Linked DNA regions of Mus musculus: region 1 is linked to region 2. A link is a contact called in public Hi-C data. All regions are on one chromosome and are shown on one strand. The core of a region is the stretch at or near the end of the contact, and the rest is flanking DNA. Distances in the headings are between cores, read along the strand shown.

Evidence for each region. Hi-C and Micro-C count contacts between places; a contact is called where the count stands out from the background.
Region 1: a Hi-C map of Sertoli cells shows a contact between it and region 2, with 2.3 times the contacts expected there. The contact joins two enhancer-like sites. A contact is called at or near these places in 2 of 484 Hi-C or Micro-C datasets (Sertoli cells and embryonic stem cells) and 4 of 9 other capture datasets (adipose tissue, embryonic stem cells, liver and 1 more).

Annotation. Positions count from the first base shown.
Region 1 is chr8:78,583,171-78,586,473 of GRCm38.p6, reverse strand. The region is part of intron 5 of Slc10a7 (solute carrier family 10 (sodium/bile acid cotransporter family), member 7); the gene reads right to left. Among named protein-coding and RNA genes, the nearest start is that of Slc10a7, 75 kb to the right of the region's middle. Within about 2 kb of position 1,478, at least 63 of the 459 cell types and tissues checked have an H3K27ac peak or open chromatin away from gene starts, as enhancers often do. A contact at or near this core is called in Sertoli cells, where this site is marked.
Region 2 is chr8:78,464,264-78,467,706 of GRCm38.p6, reverse strand. No RefSeq gene overlaps it. Among named protein-coding and RNA genes, the nearest start is that of Pou4f2, 29 kb to the right of the region's middle. Within about 2 kb of position 2,131, at least 12 of the 459 cell types and tissues checked have an H3K27ac peak or open chromatin away from gene starts, as enhancers often do. A contact at or near this core is called in Sertoli cells, where this site is marked.

The DNA.
Region 1 (3,303 bases), core at 229-2,728, 120 kb before region 2:
TTCTAGTAGCTTGAATCCAAATTAAGAAAACTTAATCTTGGTTTTAAACAACTTCGAGGGACATGTTTCTAAAGAGGACCTTTATAAACATCCAGAGTACGTAATGTATATTATTTATTACTGGGCAAAAAGATTTTGGAGCAAATACTTTTTTAGTTTGGAAATGATGACATTATAAAAATTAATGGTATTTGTTAATGGGTAATAAAATAACTCTAGTCAATTGGCTAGTTCTACACTAGTAGATTTCTTTAAATAGTAATGAAATCATTGCTTAAAAAAATCCATCATTATTAAAAAAAAAAAAAATGGCCTCAACCTCCACCAAAATTAGATTTGTAAGTTGCTGGTCATCCCCATAATTAAATCCACGTCACAAATCTGCAAGAAAAATGGCCACTGTGACTAATGCATTTAAGGCTTCACCAGTCCCAACAGGCTACAGGAGCACTGTGCTGCTAAAGTGGACTTGAGAGACGTTCTGCGCATTTTTATTAAATAACAAGACCACTTTTTAATTTCCATTGGCTAATTCAGATAAGAGTGTGAGCCCGTCCTCCTCCCTAAGCAGGGGAGCATCTTCTTATCCTGGCCTGCCTGGCCTTGGACACACTTGGCTAGTGTTGGACAAGCACTGTACAGAGAAGGATCTGAGAGAGACAGGCACGCACCCCACTGCCGGAATCCATGAGTCTGGATTTTTCCTTGTCTGTCTCAAGGAGTTCTAACCTGTTTCTTGACGAAGTGATTTAGAAACCCAAAAGCACAGTGTATCAAGGGACTCAGTGGACACAAGGAGAGAATTAGAGAATAGGCTGACTCAGACACAGGCAAATTCTCCCTGTAATGGTGCTAATTCCATCTTTCGGAGAGGAGAGGGTGGGCAGGCAAGAGACAGCCTGTGTAGGCTGCAGGATTATCTGTGAAGTTACAGCAGCTTTTTCCTGTGTGATTTAATATCTGCTACCTCTAGTCATAACAAGATAGCCTTTTATTTATAGTGTTGCTGTGAATTTGGGGGCTTGAGATAAATTCAAATTTTAAAAGTGGGTCTGATTTAACAAAGAGCACGCTGACATGGCAAGGCCCATAATGGAGGCGGGGTGCTGGGAACCAGCACTGGGGGCGGCCCTGACTTCCTGCCGCTTCATGCTTTTACTGTAGCTTTTCTCCACATACTTATTTATGTGCTGTGCTTTTGCTTCAGTGTCTAGAACCACGCAGTGCACTAACAGGGCTCTGAGGACATTCAAGGTAATTTTCTCTTGTGTGAAGGAAGCTCTGGGTGAGAAGCTGCAGCCTTCCCTGGATCTGCAGAGCTCTGGAGCTTGGGACCGACATCCTGCAGCCAGAGCCAAATTATCTTGGGCCATCTTTAGTGCCCTTAATAGTTCTTTATTGTTCCTCCTTGTGTGGGAGCTACTCTCTTTGGGCCAATGAGTGAGGTAAGTCCTTCGGAATGTACAGAAACCTAGCCCTCCCCCACCTCTAAAACCAGAAGGTTAAGATGACATCAGAGGCATCTGAGGCCAACAGCAGAGAGGAAGCCTATTTGCTGCAACTAATCTACCTAATGTGTTTAGGAAGTGTTTTATTTATGATTTTTCTGTGTCCTTGTTATTATAAAAGCTTTATGAAACTGCTTCCATATTGAAATGTGGGATTTGTGGAGCCCTAAGTCTGTGTTCCTGGTCCTCTATCACTCATATTTGGCTTTAGAATCAACTTGTGTTCCCTTTGGGTGAGCTCTGTGTTTTGTGTCACGCTGTTAAATGAACCAGTGGTAATACTTTGTCACTGTGTGTGTAAGCTAGGATCCACTCTGTTGGCTGAGACAGGGTCACTTACTTCCTGGTCTGTAACTCAAATGTAGGGTAGGCTGGTTAGCCAGCAAGCCCCATGCACCCTCCTGTATCTGTGGTCCTGAGCTTGGAATTTGAGCACAGAGCACAGTATCTGGCCCACCTGAGCCTCAGTTTGTGTGGCTAGACTAAGCTAATCAGCACGACTAGTCAAACTAGCCAGCAATCCAGCCTTCAGGATGTCTGTTAGTCCCAACAGGTGGTATGCTCCTTGCTGTAAAGGGAAACATCTGGAAAACAAGCTGTAAAGGCAAAGTCCTTTCAAAAGTCTTGATCGTGTGACATCCAAGCTACAAGGATGAGTTTGAAATGGTGCTGTGCAGGGTGGCACTAGCCACCTGGAAACAAGGATGCTTGTTTGTTCTTGTTGTGGATGGCCCTGGAGTTGTTTGTATTTTGATGTTAATTCCATTTACCCTGGAGGGGCTGTCTGGATGAGTACTCAGGTGACTTCTTGTGACCTATCCCCTAATGAATAAAGGAGCCAATCACTGAACGAGTAGGCAGGACTTTTGGTTGGATGGAGGAAGAGAGGAAGCTGGAGAGAGTTAGGGGCTTTGGGGATGGGGATAGCAAGAGAGCAAGATATTGGGGATAGCGAGAGAGCAAGATATAGCTACCAGACTTAATGGCAAATATGCCAGTATTTGCCACAGAGGATTTAGATTTATCATGGCTTACAAGAATAGGATTCTAGTTGCCATGCCAGTGATTGAGTTACCATTGTTTCTGAACTAATAAGTTTGTGTGGTGTTTTCCTTTACACAGTGGTTCAACTGGGTTTGAGAGAGAAAGGGATGGCAGAAAAGCATGGGTTTGCCAGATGTGAACCACAACGGCTGTGGGGGTTTTGAAGCATGGGGCTGGCATGGTAACAACCCTCCCACCATAGGAACTTAGTGAGCTGGGTGAACAGATTTTGGAGCTCTGGGCCACAGAGTCTGCTGAGATGAGAACACTCGGCTGGAGCCATGTGGCCCACCAGTGCCTGGTGTTCCTTGGGAAGTTCCAGTTTTTTTTAATATTTCCAGCAACATGTTCAGGCATTAAAGTTTAATGAAAATCAAGTAAGTTGTGAACTTTGATGGGTAAACCAAGATTCCAAGTGAATAATTTGGATTGGTTAAAATCAACATCATAATTAATAATGAGCAAAATGACCTCCGTATACATGAACTAAATACATGCTAGACTTAAGTAAAAGAAGGGAGGGAAGGAGGAAGGGAGGGGAGAGAGAGAGAGAAAGAGGAAGGAAGGAAGGAAGGAAGGAAGGAAGGAAGGAAGGAAGGAAGGAAGAAATTTCTAGCTTCTAGCATTCAGGAGACTTAGGCAGGAGCATCATTAGTTCAAATCAGACCTTGTGCAGAGAGCAGGGTGAGCAGGAGAAGGAGGAGAGGGAGGGATGGAGAGGAAGAGACTGAGTGTTGGAGAAGAAGGAAAG
Region 2 (3,443 bases), core at 882-3,381:
TAGCAATTACACATTTTCAGAAATTCTGTGGTATTTTGAAATATTTGAGCAAGAGATAATTATGGAAACATACAAAATGCAAAGAACAGGGCTTTCACTTTTTATTTTGAAAAACAGAAAAGAGAGGAAAACCCTGCGGACCTGCATGCTGCTTGGGACAATCCAGAGGTTGGGCTGGTGAAATTTATTTTATTTGGTTCCTGAAACCATCTTGTGTACAATAGATGAAGACATTAGAAGTCATCAATTAGTGCTGAAGAGATAGCCCAGTGGTTAAGATCATTGACTGTTCTTCCAGAGGTCCTAAGTTCAATTCCCAGCAACTACATGGTGGCTCATAACCATCTGTAATGGGATATGATGACCTCTTCTAGAGTGTCTGAAGACAGCTACAGTGTACTTATAATAAATGAAATAAATGAAATTGGAGGAGGAAGAAGAGGAGGAGGAGGGAGAGGAGGAGGAGGCTAGGGAAATGGCTCAGCAATTAAGAGCACTGACTGCTTCTGTAGAAGGCCTGTGTTGATTCCCAGTACCTACATGATAGCTTACAACCACTCATAATTCCAGGTCCAGGGATCCAGTACTGCTTTCCGATCTCTATAGCACTAGCTACACACACACACACACACACACACACACACACACACACACACACACACACACAAACACACATGCAGGCAAACAGTTGTTGCCAAATAATAAAAATAAATGGATTTAAAAAATTGTTATTATTTTTATTTTAATTTTCTCCAAATGTAATATTTTTATTAATTATTTGTGAATTTTATTCAATATACCCCATCATGCTTGCTTCCCAGTCCTCCCAGGCTCACCTTTCCCCCTTGAACCCTCCCAAACAAAAACAAAGACAAGAACCCCCCACCCCAAATCCAATTGGTGTTACCCATGTACCCATTGTAGCATAAGCAAGCTCCCAGTGGCCAGCCCCTTAAAGATAACTGAGGTCTGCTCCCCCAACCAGAATTGATTAGCTGTGAATACATTTTTTAAAGGACTCTCTTAATAGCTTCCTGTCTGAACTGTTTCCTTTTTTTGAGGGGGGGGGGGTGAGTCACAGAAGCCTTCAATGTCTCTCATTCTCGTTTATGAGTGGGTAGTTATCAATACCACTGCAAAAGGAGCATCTGTGCTCGTAGCAGCTGGATCGTGGACACCAGCATCTTTTCCGGTGGCAGCATGGATCGTGGACATCAGCCTAGCTCCCTAGGAGCAAGGATCATGAGCATCACCAACACAGATCTTTTTTTTTTAAGTCACTGACTATATTCTCATTACCTGAAAGCACATGCTCTTAACACACTTCATTCTATTTGCTATAATGAACATGCAAATAAAACCAAACATGTCGCTTTTCTCTACTGTTTGACTTGGGATGTGGAAGGCTGAGCATCAATGGTGGAAGTCACAATGACTTCCTTTCCAGTAGACTTCTCTGGAGGAGGCTGAGAGCACTTGGAGTCCATGAGTTCTAGTTGTCCATCATCTGAATATGAAGGGCAGAAGCAGGTAGAAAACCCCAGATACCTTTGAATGGCTCAGACATTTCAATTCACATGTTCTCTACATAGAGCTATCTAGCTGGCAAGTCTCCCTTCACCCCAAGCAGGAGCAGCCCTTGCTCATTGACGTCTTAAACATTATCCAAGATCCCAAAGGACTTGTTAGAATTGTCACGGTCTCTAGCCATGAATAAGAATGATTTCAGATATGGTCTTTCTCTTATACTTCATGCTTCATGGGATTAATTGAACTGAAGAGCCAGGGCTACTAAGTGGTTGCCAGTAACAAGTAGAATTCTTAATTTTTTTAAGGAACTGTATTAAGTATATTCAGTTCTGACATGCTGGTTTTATTTAAATGGTTGAAACTTTTTAAATATTAGCATAGGTATGCCTTGATTAAATATCCTGGCGGGGTGGGGAGATCTCCTGGCAATGAAGTTAACATATGAAGAAAATATCCTGCAGCTACCACATATAGTAGATATGCCTGGTGTCTGTTTGAATACTTGATATGGCACATGATCCAGACCTGGGAACACATGCATTCAGCTATTTGGAGGATGAAGTGGGAAGATAGTGAGTCCTGGGAATGTCTGGCATTCAGGGCTAGTTCAAGGTCAGTTTGTGGAATTTTGTAAGATCCTGTCTCAAAGGAAAGAACACTGTGTCAGAGTATTACAAGATGAACAAAGCCAAAGAGGTATGATTGACAGCCTGTCCTTGTGGGAGTTGCTAATGTTGTGAATCTGATGTTATGTCACTTGCTGGATTCTTGGGAAGATGATCAAGAAAGAGGCTTTGAGTGTGTTAAGTAGGGAAGTCAGGGCTCATGCCCCAAACAAGCAGAGCATGGTGGGTTCATGGGGCAGTTATTTTATGGTGGCCTTGAAGCTCTTGCCAATTTGGTGGCACTGAGGCCTGGGCCTCACCATGTAGCTCAGTTAGTTACTATCAGGATAGACAGCAGGAAGTCCACACAACCTTCTACCAGCATGAGCAAAGTAGCTCCCTCCAATTAAGAGAGCGTGTTTAATTGTGTTTCCTGATATTTACTCATCTGTCTCTTGAAAGCACATTCTCACAGGATTGGAGAACAGGGCACACACGATTCCTTCTGAGTAGCCAGGTGACTGAATGCCTCATGGAAGCAAACTTTGAAGAACATTGCTTGAGAATCTCCCTTTTGTGGCTTGGATTGGAAAGACAGATCATTTCTGAGCTGAGTTTGCAACGTTTCATGGGGGATGAGGTGATCACCTCAAATAGATATCCCTATGACTCTTTAAGATGGAGGTCACGCTCAGGATTGGCCTTCAAGTGTCACCCGGTCCATGAGATGGCTCCTGCTGCTGAGTGATCTCTCCACAGGGCACCTCTGCTGTCAGGGCCACCCACTGTCTTCCTTAATGATGCTTTTTCATAGAAAACATTAGCCATAAACTGAGGAGCTTAGGGCTGGGAACACCTTCCTTTCAGGGACAATGACACTCAGGAGGTGGAAGAAAGGGAAAGCCTTTGAAGTCGGAGAACAAGATAGGATTCCACTCCATCTCTCCAAACCAGATAGGCTTCCTCTCACCCGAGAGTCAGAAAAGATAAAGTGATTCAAAATCCAGCTCTGTCCTGGGCCTCTAGGCATGGCTGCAGCAGAACTGTCACCATCCCCATCTGGGTATGCAAATGAGTCCTCTCCACTAAACTCCCAGAGAGCACAGCGTCTGGGCCACGAGTGGAACCACCCAGTCATGAGCAGGCTTTTCCTCTGAGCACTGTGAGCAGGGTCTATTCCAGCAGAAGAAGGTTTGACTTAAAAGGCAATTAAAAATGAAGCAATATATTTTTTTAAAAAAATGTTCTCAAGTTAGCACACAATAAGCTGAGATTGAAATTGGTCTCCGTTGCTGAATTTAAAAAAAA